Linked DNA regions of Hordeum vulgare: region 2 is linked to region 1. The links are chromatin contacts, called in public Hi-C maps. All regions are on one chromosome and are shown on one strand. The core of a region is the stretch at or near the end of the contact, and the rest is flanking DNA. Distances in the headings are between cores, read along the strand shown. Region 1 has its middle 12 kb from the start of LOC123398514. Region 2 has its middle 32 kb from the start of LOC123398050.

The links. Hi-C and Micro-C count contacts between places; a contact is called where the count stands out from the background.
Region 2: a contact with region 1 is called in a Hi-C map of leaf, with 6 times the contacts expected there. The contact joins two enhancer-like sites. A contact is called at or near these places in 3 of 6 Hi-C or Micro-C datasets (leaf and seedling).

The regions. Positions count from the first base shown.
Region 1 is chr5H:442,624,260-442,629,188 of MorexV3_pseudomolecules_assembly, forward strand. No RefSeq gene overlaps it. Among protein-coding and RNA genes, the nearest start is that of LOC123398514, 12 kb to the left of the region's middle. Within about 2 kb of position 2,287, at least 3 of the 3 cell types and tissues checked have open chromatin away from gene starts, as enhancers often do. A contact at or near this core is called in leaf and seedling, where this site is marked.
Region 2 is chr5H:442,777,592-442,782,520 of MorexV3_pseudomolecules_assembly, forward strand. No RefSeq gene overlaps it. Among protein-coding and RNA genes, the nearest start is that of LOC123398050, 32 kb to the right of the region's middle. Within about 2 kb of position 1,905, at least 3 of the 3 cell types and tissues checked have open chromatin away from gene starts, as enhancers often do. A contact at or near this core is called in leaf and seedling, where this site is marked.

The DNA.
Region 1 (4,929 bases), core at 1,037-3,536:
ATGGGGCGGTTCTTTGACAATAGTCAATTCTTCCGAGCTGGCTTAAAAACCCCAATCATTTAACACTGGTTATGATAAACCATGATGAAAATCCAGCCAAATTGGCTATTCAAAGATTTATTTGCACCTGCAAGAATTTAAGCTTTGACCCGGTTTGAAGACCGGCATGATATGTATGTATGATGCATGATGCAATGCAAGATGATGCATGTATATGACAAAATAGTACTGGTTTATGAGAATTGAATCTTACTTCAGTCAAACTAGCTTGATAACCACTGGTTTATCCTCGCTCTCTGTAAGCCGGTACTCACGACCTATCGATGTTTTAACCTGGAAGTCAGGGCCAAATGGATGACTTATCGAGAGTACACAGGGTTCGAAGTAGCACCATGCAGACAGGCAGGTTTAACCAAGTTTCAAAGAAGGCGGCTTAATAGCCCATGGAATATCCTCGCTTTCTGTAAGCCGACACTCACGACCAATCGATGTTTTAACCTGGATAGTTCAGGGCCCAACTGGATTGACATATCGGGAGTACACGGGGTTCGGAGTAGCATCATGCAGACAGGCAGGTTTGACCAAGAAGGCGACTTATTTGCAAATGGAGTGTCCTCACTTTCTGTAAGCCCGCACTGCCGACCAATCGATGTTTTAACACGCATAAGTTCAGCGTCCAACTGGATTGACTTATCATGAAACGGAGTACAGGGGGTTCGGAGTATCATCATGCAGACATGCAGGTTTAACCATGAATTCTTGCCATTAAGTCGGGCACCCATGTTTGAACTGCGCATCGTGGCGACTCGTCCTCTTGGGCGACTTTAAAATACCTGCTAATAAAAAACAACACCCATGTTTGTACGGCGCATCGTGGCGACTCGTCCTCTTGAGCGACTTTAAAATGCCCGCCAATGAAGCAGGGCACCCATGTTTGAACGGTGCATCGTGGCGACTCGTCCTCTTGGGCGACTTTAAAATGCCTGCCAATGAGGCAGTTGCCCCCGGGATCGGGTTATCTTGCCTGCAATGACCCGGTGTTCTTGAATTTATTCCGCCTGGTTAGATCTGGCGAGCCATGTCTGTGTAGCCTCCGAGTCTTAAGTCGACTCAAGGAGGCGACTTGAGAATCTCATATTTTTCTATCGCATAAGCCGGCGAAGAAAGATGTTGGTACCCGCTCCATCTCCAAGATATAAAGCCACCTTTTTAATGAGGAATTCCCCTGCAGAAAAATATTGCAGCCCAAAGTAATTTCTCCTGGACAAATAATATGTACTAAAAAGTAGATAAGATGAATAGCACCTGATGTGTTTTTCACGGATGAACGTTAGAAAATATTCTGACATATTTGATATGAACCACGCAGCGGAGGCGGCGGCTCAGGTGCGTTTGTTGGGAGGCTTGTAATGGTGTATACAACACCGGCGGGTTGATGTTGTTTGGACCGCGAAGGCGATGCATGGTAAGCTGTCTTAGTCGTGCAGAAGTGAAAGTTGACCGCGTCATTGTAAGTCGTCTTGGTCGCGCGGATATGAGAGTTGGCCGCGGCATTGATTGACACGAGCTTCGTACTCAAAGTATGATGCCGCTTTTGTAATGAATAATTGTCATGTGTAACAAAATATTACAGGCGAGAGTAATTGTTCTCAAAGCAATTAACAGGTGCTTAAAAAGAAAAGATGGAAACGGATAGCACCTGATTTGGAGGGAATAATAATGATCCGTGGGTGGATGTTGGTGCCTCTCCACGTCGCCATCCAATTCCCCATACTTAAGTCAGAACACCAGTAGTTCGTGTACGCCGGCGGCAGCCACGTGACAAGATTATCCAAATGTGGATCAAAGTTGTAGGCTCACGGGGCCAGGTTCTTTCGGCAGGCCCACCACGATCGGTGACATGGTTGCCCTGTTCTCCCTAGTCGGCAGCATGGGACAACCAAATTAACTGTTCAGCACAATCAACTTTGCCGGAGATATCGTTTACCGAAGACGTCGGCGTTGAGGGAGGTGGAGGAAACGCAAACGTGGGGCGAAGCCCTCGGTGGAGGCGTCAACAGGGAGCGGCTCAGCAACGGGCGAAGGTAGCCGGGGTGAGCTGACAGCAGCTTAGCAGTAGGGCGAGGCGACGACGGCTCAACAGCGGCAACAGCTCAGAAAACGGAGCAACAAGGAGGCGCTGACGGCGGGCCATGGTGATTCGCACGGGAGGCACAATAGAGGCGGAGCCCACGGTGGCGATGATAGGGGCGAGGCGACACCACGACGGTGGCTCCGCATGGGCAAGGGGAGGTGCAGGTGAAGCGCGGCGTCATCATAGCGAGCGCTGGCGGGGTGCAAAAGATGCAGTGCTAATGATGCCCGCGTGCGGGCCATGACGCAGCAGGGGTACGAGTCCTGCTCAGACGGGGCCGTGGTTGCAGAACAAGGTGAATCTGAGTCCACGTTATGGCCGGCTTTGGCGAAGCAAGCGGAGCCGTTGTGTAGTCTGTATTGATTTTTGTGTTCTCTCGCATGCATTGTACTCCTTTTGATGTGACGCCTTATCAGGTAGTCCTGGAGACCTCACGTGGGTGAAGCTTCTTGATCCACACATCATGGGGCTGTTTGGTTCCCAACCTAAGGTTGCCACGCCTAACCTTAGTCATGCCACAATACCTTAGGCATGTGTTTGGTTCATTGACACACTTGTGGCTTGCCATATTTTTCTAGTTATATGGTCCACATGTCATACACTCAATTTTTTGCCAAATCTTGCCACACTTGTGGTGTCCATTTTGTTAGCCACACTTATTTCTTATCTCCAACAACAAACAATAGTTCCACCGGATGAGACTGCTCTTAGGCGACGCGGATGGACGGAGGTGAAGTAATGAGCCAGCGGGGAAACACCGAGTCCACGTTGGCGTCAATCTACTGGAAATTGTAGCCGGCTCCCTCCATCATGGTGGATCGACCATGGCGAGGCGAGGCCGCCTTAAGGTGAGGTTGCGTCTGTTGAGGTGAGGTAAGGCCACAACGGAGGGACTTCTTAGAGCGAATCGAGGGCGGAGGCCGCTGCTGTGGCGGCACACCGGCTTGATGAGCTACGACAACAGAGGCGGGGGAGAGCTGTGTGTCTGCGTCCACGTTCGCTTCCGGGTTGGAGCCGTACATAACCACACACGATGGAGAACTCCACGCACAGGTTGAAGGAAATCCAGATGTTTGAGTCGCCAAATCGGATGTGATGATGAACTCACCACTATTGTTGACAGAAAATGACCGCACCTCCTGCGCCCATCGCATTGTGAAATTCCTCTCGTACTCATGTTGGTTTCTGCGGCATGATCCTTTGAACGATCTTGGATACGTCCTTGAGTTGAGGCAGTGGCGGTGCACATGAGTTTCCTTTGAACCGCCGATTTAGATCAACGAACGATGAGTTTCCCATCCTAGGTTGTCCTCGGTGGTTGTTCTTTGTCGATTCTTCTTTGTCTGTTTACTCATGAGATTCTCGATCCCTAAGATAGATCCCTTCAAGAACACAATTCCACCATGCGATCAGCCCCACGGTGGGCGTCAACTGTCGTGGTTTTGTCACGGCAGATGTCCTCTGAGAGAACTTAGGTGTGAGGACATCGCAGCTATGTGGCGGCTTGAGAGGGGTTGGTCGGAATCGAGAGACGCGGATTTACCGAGGTTCAGCCCCTCAGATTGAGCTAAAATCCTACGTCCTGCTTGTGTTTCATTGATGAAGATGATGATCTCGTTTACAAGGGTGCAGACTCGCCACCTCTAATCTCGTGGGTGTCTAATCTATCTATCTTATGATTTGTCTTGTCTAGACCTAAGTTGTGAATCTTGTCCCTCTTGGGGCGCCTTACCCCTTCTTTTATAGGTGGAAGGGGTAGGTTTACATGTAGAGTCCTACTAGGAGTAGGAATAGGACTAGTCTCTCTTGAATCCTAATCCGGGTCTTGTTTCCTTCTTGTGGGAGTCTTTCCTCTTCTTGAGCCTTCTCTATGAGTCGGCCCTCTTGGCCTCTCTATGAGCCGCCTTATGCCAGGGTGCACGCCGGGCCTTGGTCCTTCGTCATTTATCTAAATCGCCTGTGGAGTCAAGTATGAGTCGCCCGCCAGGTCACTATTGAATCCCGGTGAGTCGCCAAGTCCTTGGTGGGTCATATTTCAAGTCGGGTTACACATCCCCGACAGCGGGTGTCTGTCTCTCCTACTTTAGTTGAATCGGATTTAACAAAGGCGGTCCTTGCAGTAGGTAAGAAGCGTTCTTGCTAGATACCCATAGCAGCCATGTAAAACATGCAACAACAAATTAGAGGACGTCTAACTTGTTTTTGCAGGGTATGTTGTGATATGATATGGCCAAAGACATGATGTTATATATTTCATGTATGAGAGGATCATGTTGTAATAGTTAATATCGACTTGCATGTCGATGCTACGGCAACCGGCAGGAGCCATACGGTTTTCTTCAAAAAAAATTGAATTTAGTGATGCTTTACTTTGTCGCTAAATAGGTTGCAATAGTAGTACACGCATAGATGGCGGGACAACCTCCATGGCAGCACAATGATGGAGATCATGGTGTGGCACCGGTGATGATGAATATCATGTCGGTGCTTTGAAGATGGAGATCAAAAGCACAAAAGTCATGGCCATATCATGTCACTTATGATTTGCATGTGATGTTAATCCTTTTATGCACCTTGTTTTGCTTAGGACGACGGTATCATTATAAGGTGATCCCTCGCTACAATTTGAAGTTACAATTGTGTTCTTCCCGAGTGTGAACAGTTGCGAAAGTTCGTCATTTCGAGACACCACATGATGATCGGGTGCAAGATCGTTTTGCAGATGCGGAACACTCATGTTAAACATGACGAGCCTAGCATGTATAGACATGGCCTTGGAACACAAGAGACCGAAA
Region 2 (4,929 bases), core at 655-3,154, 150 kb after region 1:
TCCTCGAATAATGGTGTCCGATGATCCCGCCCTAATACCTTCGTGAAAGCTTCAGCCTCCTTTGTCGTGAACCCTTCCTCATCAACTTCTTCATCGGGACCGTCATCGTCCGACTCCGATGCATAGCCACGTGAGTACGGAATTGAATGGTCCATTGTCTCTTGTAAATTATATTTGTCCAAATCACCAAGGTTGTTGCCATGGAGAACAAGATCATCATTCTCATCATCATCATGCACACTATTCTCTTCTAGGAATGGTTCATGTTGGATCTCCGAATTCTGGGTCAATATTGTCCTCGATTGTTGTGTCACAAGGGGTTTAATGTTGGCCTCTTTGTTGATCCGTGGAGGACTAGCATCAACAATCGGAGAGGCAACCCGGTTCAAATCCAAGTGCAAGTTTGGATCATCTTTTTTATGGCAAATAACTCTAGAGCCTTGTCTAGTGATTCGGCCACTGTCTCCTTGTATGTAAGCCGACGTTGCTCGGAGTTGACACGCATGGTCTTCCAACGAATGTTCATTCAAAATCCCATATTATGCCTACCATCAAACTCAACAACATCACATGGGTCCATCCAATTCAAATTCTTTCAGACTTGTTCCAACAACTCGGCATAGCTAGGACAACAACAAAACACCATGTCAAGCTCATCCGGGTCCGGATCAATATTGTCTTAAAGGCATCCTTGTCTACGTGATGAACATAAACACATGTTACTCACATCCCTAAACAACACAACATAACATCCAAACAACCACAATCCTAGCCCCAACACAACCATAATACTAACATCCAAACAACCCTAGTCCTAACCCCATCATACCCCTTATCATAACATACAAACAAGTGCAACAATATCATACACATCCCAAATTTCATGAAGAACTAGGGTTTCCTCACATTTGCAGAAAAGTGAGAAAATGAGATTTTTTGTATGAGGGGGAGGGGATCGGGTGAGATTACGTTAAGGAAGGGATTGGAGACGAAATGTCCGGACCAAACCTTCAGATCTGCTTGATTTGAAGAGGGGTTTGAGAAAGGGGGAGAGGGGAATTCGAAGGAGAACTCTCTTTGGTGATGGAGGTGAATGAGGAAGGGGGTGGGGGAGAGGGCCGACCCGCGGTTGGATAAGTGGGGGTGTGGCGCCTAAGCGCTCGACACCACACTGCCATAAGTGCAACACCTGAGGCTTAGGTGCCAGCGTGGTCGGGGATGTGACGCCCAAACCTAGCCAAACGGGCCGACCCGACTGCCCACAGGCCAGGCACGACACGGGCCGGGCCAGGCATGAGTATGCCGTGGGCCGTGCCCGGGCTGCCACCCTGAGCCCGCATGCTGGCATGACCTGACACGATTAGGCAGCGACGAAGCGGGGGGAGTGGTCGTGCGGGCATCGGGCGGGAAAGGGGCGTCGACACGTCACGTGGGTGGGAGCGGGGGCTGCAGGCGGGAATTGGCAAACGGGGAAAGGGCGGGAAAGGGGCGTCGGCACGGCACATGGGTGGGAGCGGGGGCTGCGGGCGGGAATTGGGAAACGGGGAAAGGGCGGGAAAGGGGCGGGATCTGGGCGGGATCTGTGCGAGAGAGGGCCAGAGGGAAAAAACAGTAAACATGTCGCGGGCCGTGCCTTAGCGTGCCGCGAGCCGGTCCGATTAGGCCACGTGTCGTGCTTGGGCCTGGGAGGCTGACACGCGGGCCGGCACGGCACGACCCGGCTAATAATCGAGCCCAGTCGTGACATGTCGTGCCTGACACGATTACGACGGGGCAGGCCGGCCCGGCCCGTTTGGCCAGGTACGGTGACGCTACGGCTAAGGTGATACACAATGTGAGCTGAGCAGTCCCAATTTGTGATTCTTTTGCGACTAAGGATCAGATTTGTATTTTGCCCATGCCGTCCCCGTCGCCATAGCATAGAATAGCGTATCCTCTCCGCCGCGTCGGATCCGTCAAATGCCCCCACCAGCACCCCACCCACCACCCAAGCCGCGCGATGAACCAATACCGCGGAAGGAGGCCAAGTGCGGCGCGCACGCGTTGGGAGGCGGGGCCGTCGTCGTCGGGTGGCAGGCGATGCGGCTGCTATCTTCTCTCTGATGCACAGGGCTTAATGAAGTATGGGTATGTTATTCTGTTATCTCACGACTTAATTTATTATTATTGTATGAAGTTTACACATATGTGCTGTTACAGATGCACATCACCGGAGGAGAATCAGAAGCTTGCAGTTTGCTGTGGTGAAGAATCAGAGGTTGGTACAGAAGTATTTTAGTGGAAACATATACGATTGCATTTGGACCTGTTTCCTGACAGAAGCTTTTTCCATTTCACTAGCTTCTTAAGAAACCCCATCACCTCGTAAGGATCTTTAAGTGAGTAAGTGGCTTCAGTGAGCTTGGGCTCCGTCTGGACGCGTATCCCAAATCCATACCCCTTCTCACGGAGCATCTGATTGTAGGATAAATTCTTAGTACCAGAACTTTAAGAAATGAGAGCAATTTAGATGATCTTTTCAGTATCTTACCGAGAAAGCGTTCTCGTCAGTAGTATCATCTCCGATGTGAATTGCTAGAACCTGCGAGCTTTCCACCTGGAGATGCTGAAGCAGATACCGGTATAAATGATCCAGTGCATCGCCTTTGTTAAATTTCGCCTTTGGTCGAACCTCCCAAACCTGTAAAATTTCAACATATAAGATCTGATGTAGCTATTATTCCATAATGCGAAAGAAAACATGAGTGATGGAATCCCGGTAACTAGCATCAAAGCATGTAAATAAAGTAAGTTAATTGCAGAAAGGTAGTTTTGATTTGATCCAGAAATTCCATGCAGTAGGATCCTAGTTCTATGTAGTCAAATTTAAATGGCAAAAGCAACAACACTTTAGTGGTGTACCAACTGCAAAGATAGCATACGAATACTAATGAGGGTCCAATTGTTTATCATCACAAATTAAAAGATGCAATTCAGTGAGTAAAATCTGGAGCACCTACTATGTTTGACTGGTGGGCATCATTATACAGACAGTCATGCATCATGTTTTCTTCATACAAAATTAATAGATTATACAATAATGAATAATATTCAGTTTATGTTGAAATAAGCGCATGACATGACCGAATCAGAGAATATATTAGAGGGATCAAGACAATATTGACTATGTTGTCTCAACATAGCCGGTCCCAAGCCCGGGTAAAGGAGGAGGGTTGTGATAGGCTTGACGAGCCAACGTCAAAACTTAGCCGCTCTTATGGAGATGAAACCCAAAAGATTTTCATTGGGGCATAACCCTCTCAGCGACGCGCCACATCGAAACCCGGGTGTGGTGTCAAATGGACAAGGGTCTGGCCGTCATCCCCTGGCGGCGCACTGTATCTTGATCTGGATATGATGGCAAGTGAGCAAGGATCGGATCATCGCATCCTTAGTGGTGCACTACATCGACGCACGGGTGTAGTGGAAAATGAGCAAGGGTCTTTGCATTTTACTCGACGAGTGCGAAGGGTAAGGAAGCGAGCCAAGGAGAAGCCACTTAGCTAGCTGGAACGTAGGGTCCCTGACAGGTAAGCTTCGGGAGCTAGCTGATATAGCGATGAGGAGAGGTGTTGATATCCTTTGCATCCAAGAAACCAAATGGAGGGGACAAAAGGCGAGGAGGTGGAGGGTACCGGCTTCAAGCCGTTGTACACGGGGACGGCTGCAAACAAAAATGGAGTAGGCATGTTGATCAACAAGACCCTCAAGTATGGAGTGGTAGATGTCAAGAGACGTGAGGACTGGATTCTCCTAGTCAAGCTGATAGTTGTGGACTTAATTCTCATTGTTATCAACTCGTATCCCCCGCATTTAGGCCACAATGAGAACACCAAAGAGAGTTCTGGGAAGGCCTGGAGGACATGGTTAGGAGTGTACCGATTGGCGAGAGGCTCTTCATGGGAGAAGACCTCAATGGCCACGTGGGCACATCTAACACCGGTTTTGAAGGAGTGCATGGGGGCTTTGGCTATGTCTATGGCATCAGGAATCAAGAAGGAGAAGATGTGTTAAGCTTTGCTCTAGCCTACGACATGATCGTAGCTAACACCCTCTTTAAGAAGATAGAATCACATCTAGTTACTTTTAGTAGTGGTCAACACTCTAGCCAGATTGATTTCATCCTCTCGAGAAGAGAAGACAGGTGTGTGTGCCTTGATTATAAAGTGATACCTGCAGAGAGTGTTGTCCCTGAGCATAAGCTTGTGGTTGCTGACTTCCGCTTTCGGATTCGTGTCCAGCGGGACAAGCACGCCAAAGTAGCTAGAACGAAGTGGTGGAATCTCAGGTGAGCGGTAGCTTAGGCGTTCAAGGAGAGGATCATTAAGGAGGGCCCTTGGGAGGAAGGAGGTGATGCAGACAATATGTGGATGAAGATGGCGACTTGCATTCGTAAGGTGGCCTCAAAGGAGTATGGAGTGTCCAAGGGAAGTAGAAGTGATACCTGGTGGTGGAACGATAATGTCCAAAAGACTATTAAGGAGAAGGAAGATTGTTTCAGGCGCCTATACCTGGATAGGAGTGCGGACAAACATAGAGAAGTACGAGATGGCAAAGAAGACTGCAAAGCAAGCTGTGAGTAAAGCAAGGGGCCGAGCGTATGAGGACCTCTACCAGCGGTTAGACACGAAAGAAGGCGAAAGGGACATCTATAAGATGGCCAAGATCTGAGAGAGGAAGACAAGGGATGTTGACCAAGTCAAATGTATCAAGGACGGAGCAGACTAGCTCCTTGTGAAGGACGAGGAGATTAAGCATAGATGGCGGGAGTATTTCGACAAGTTGTTCAATGGGGAGAATGAGAGCTCTACGATTGAACTAGACGATTCCTTTGATGGTACTAGCTGGCATCTTGCGCAGCGAATCCAGGAGTCTGAGGTCAAGTTGGCT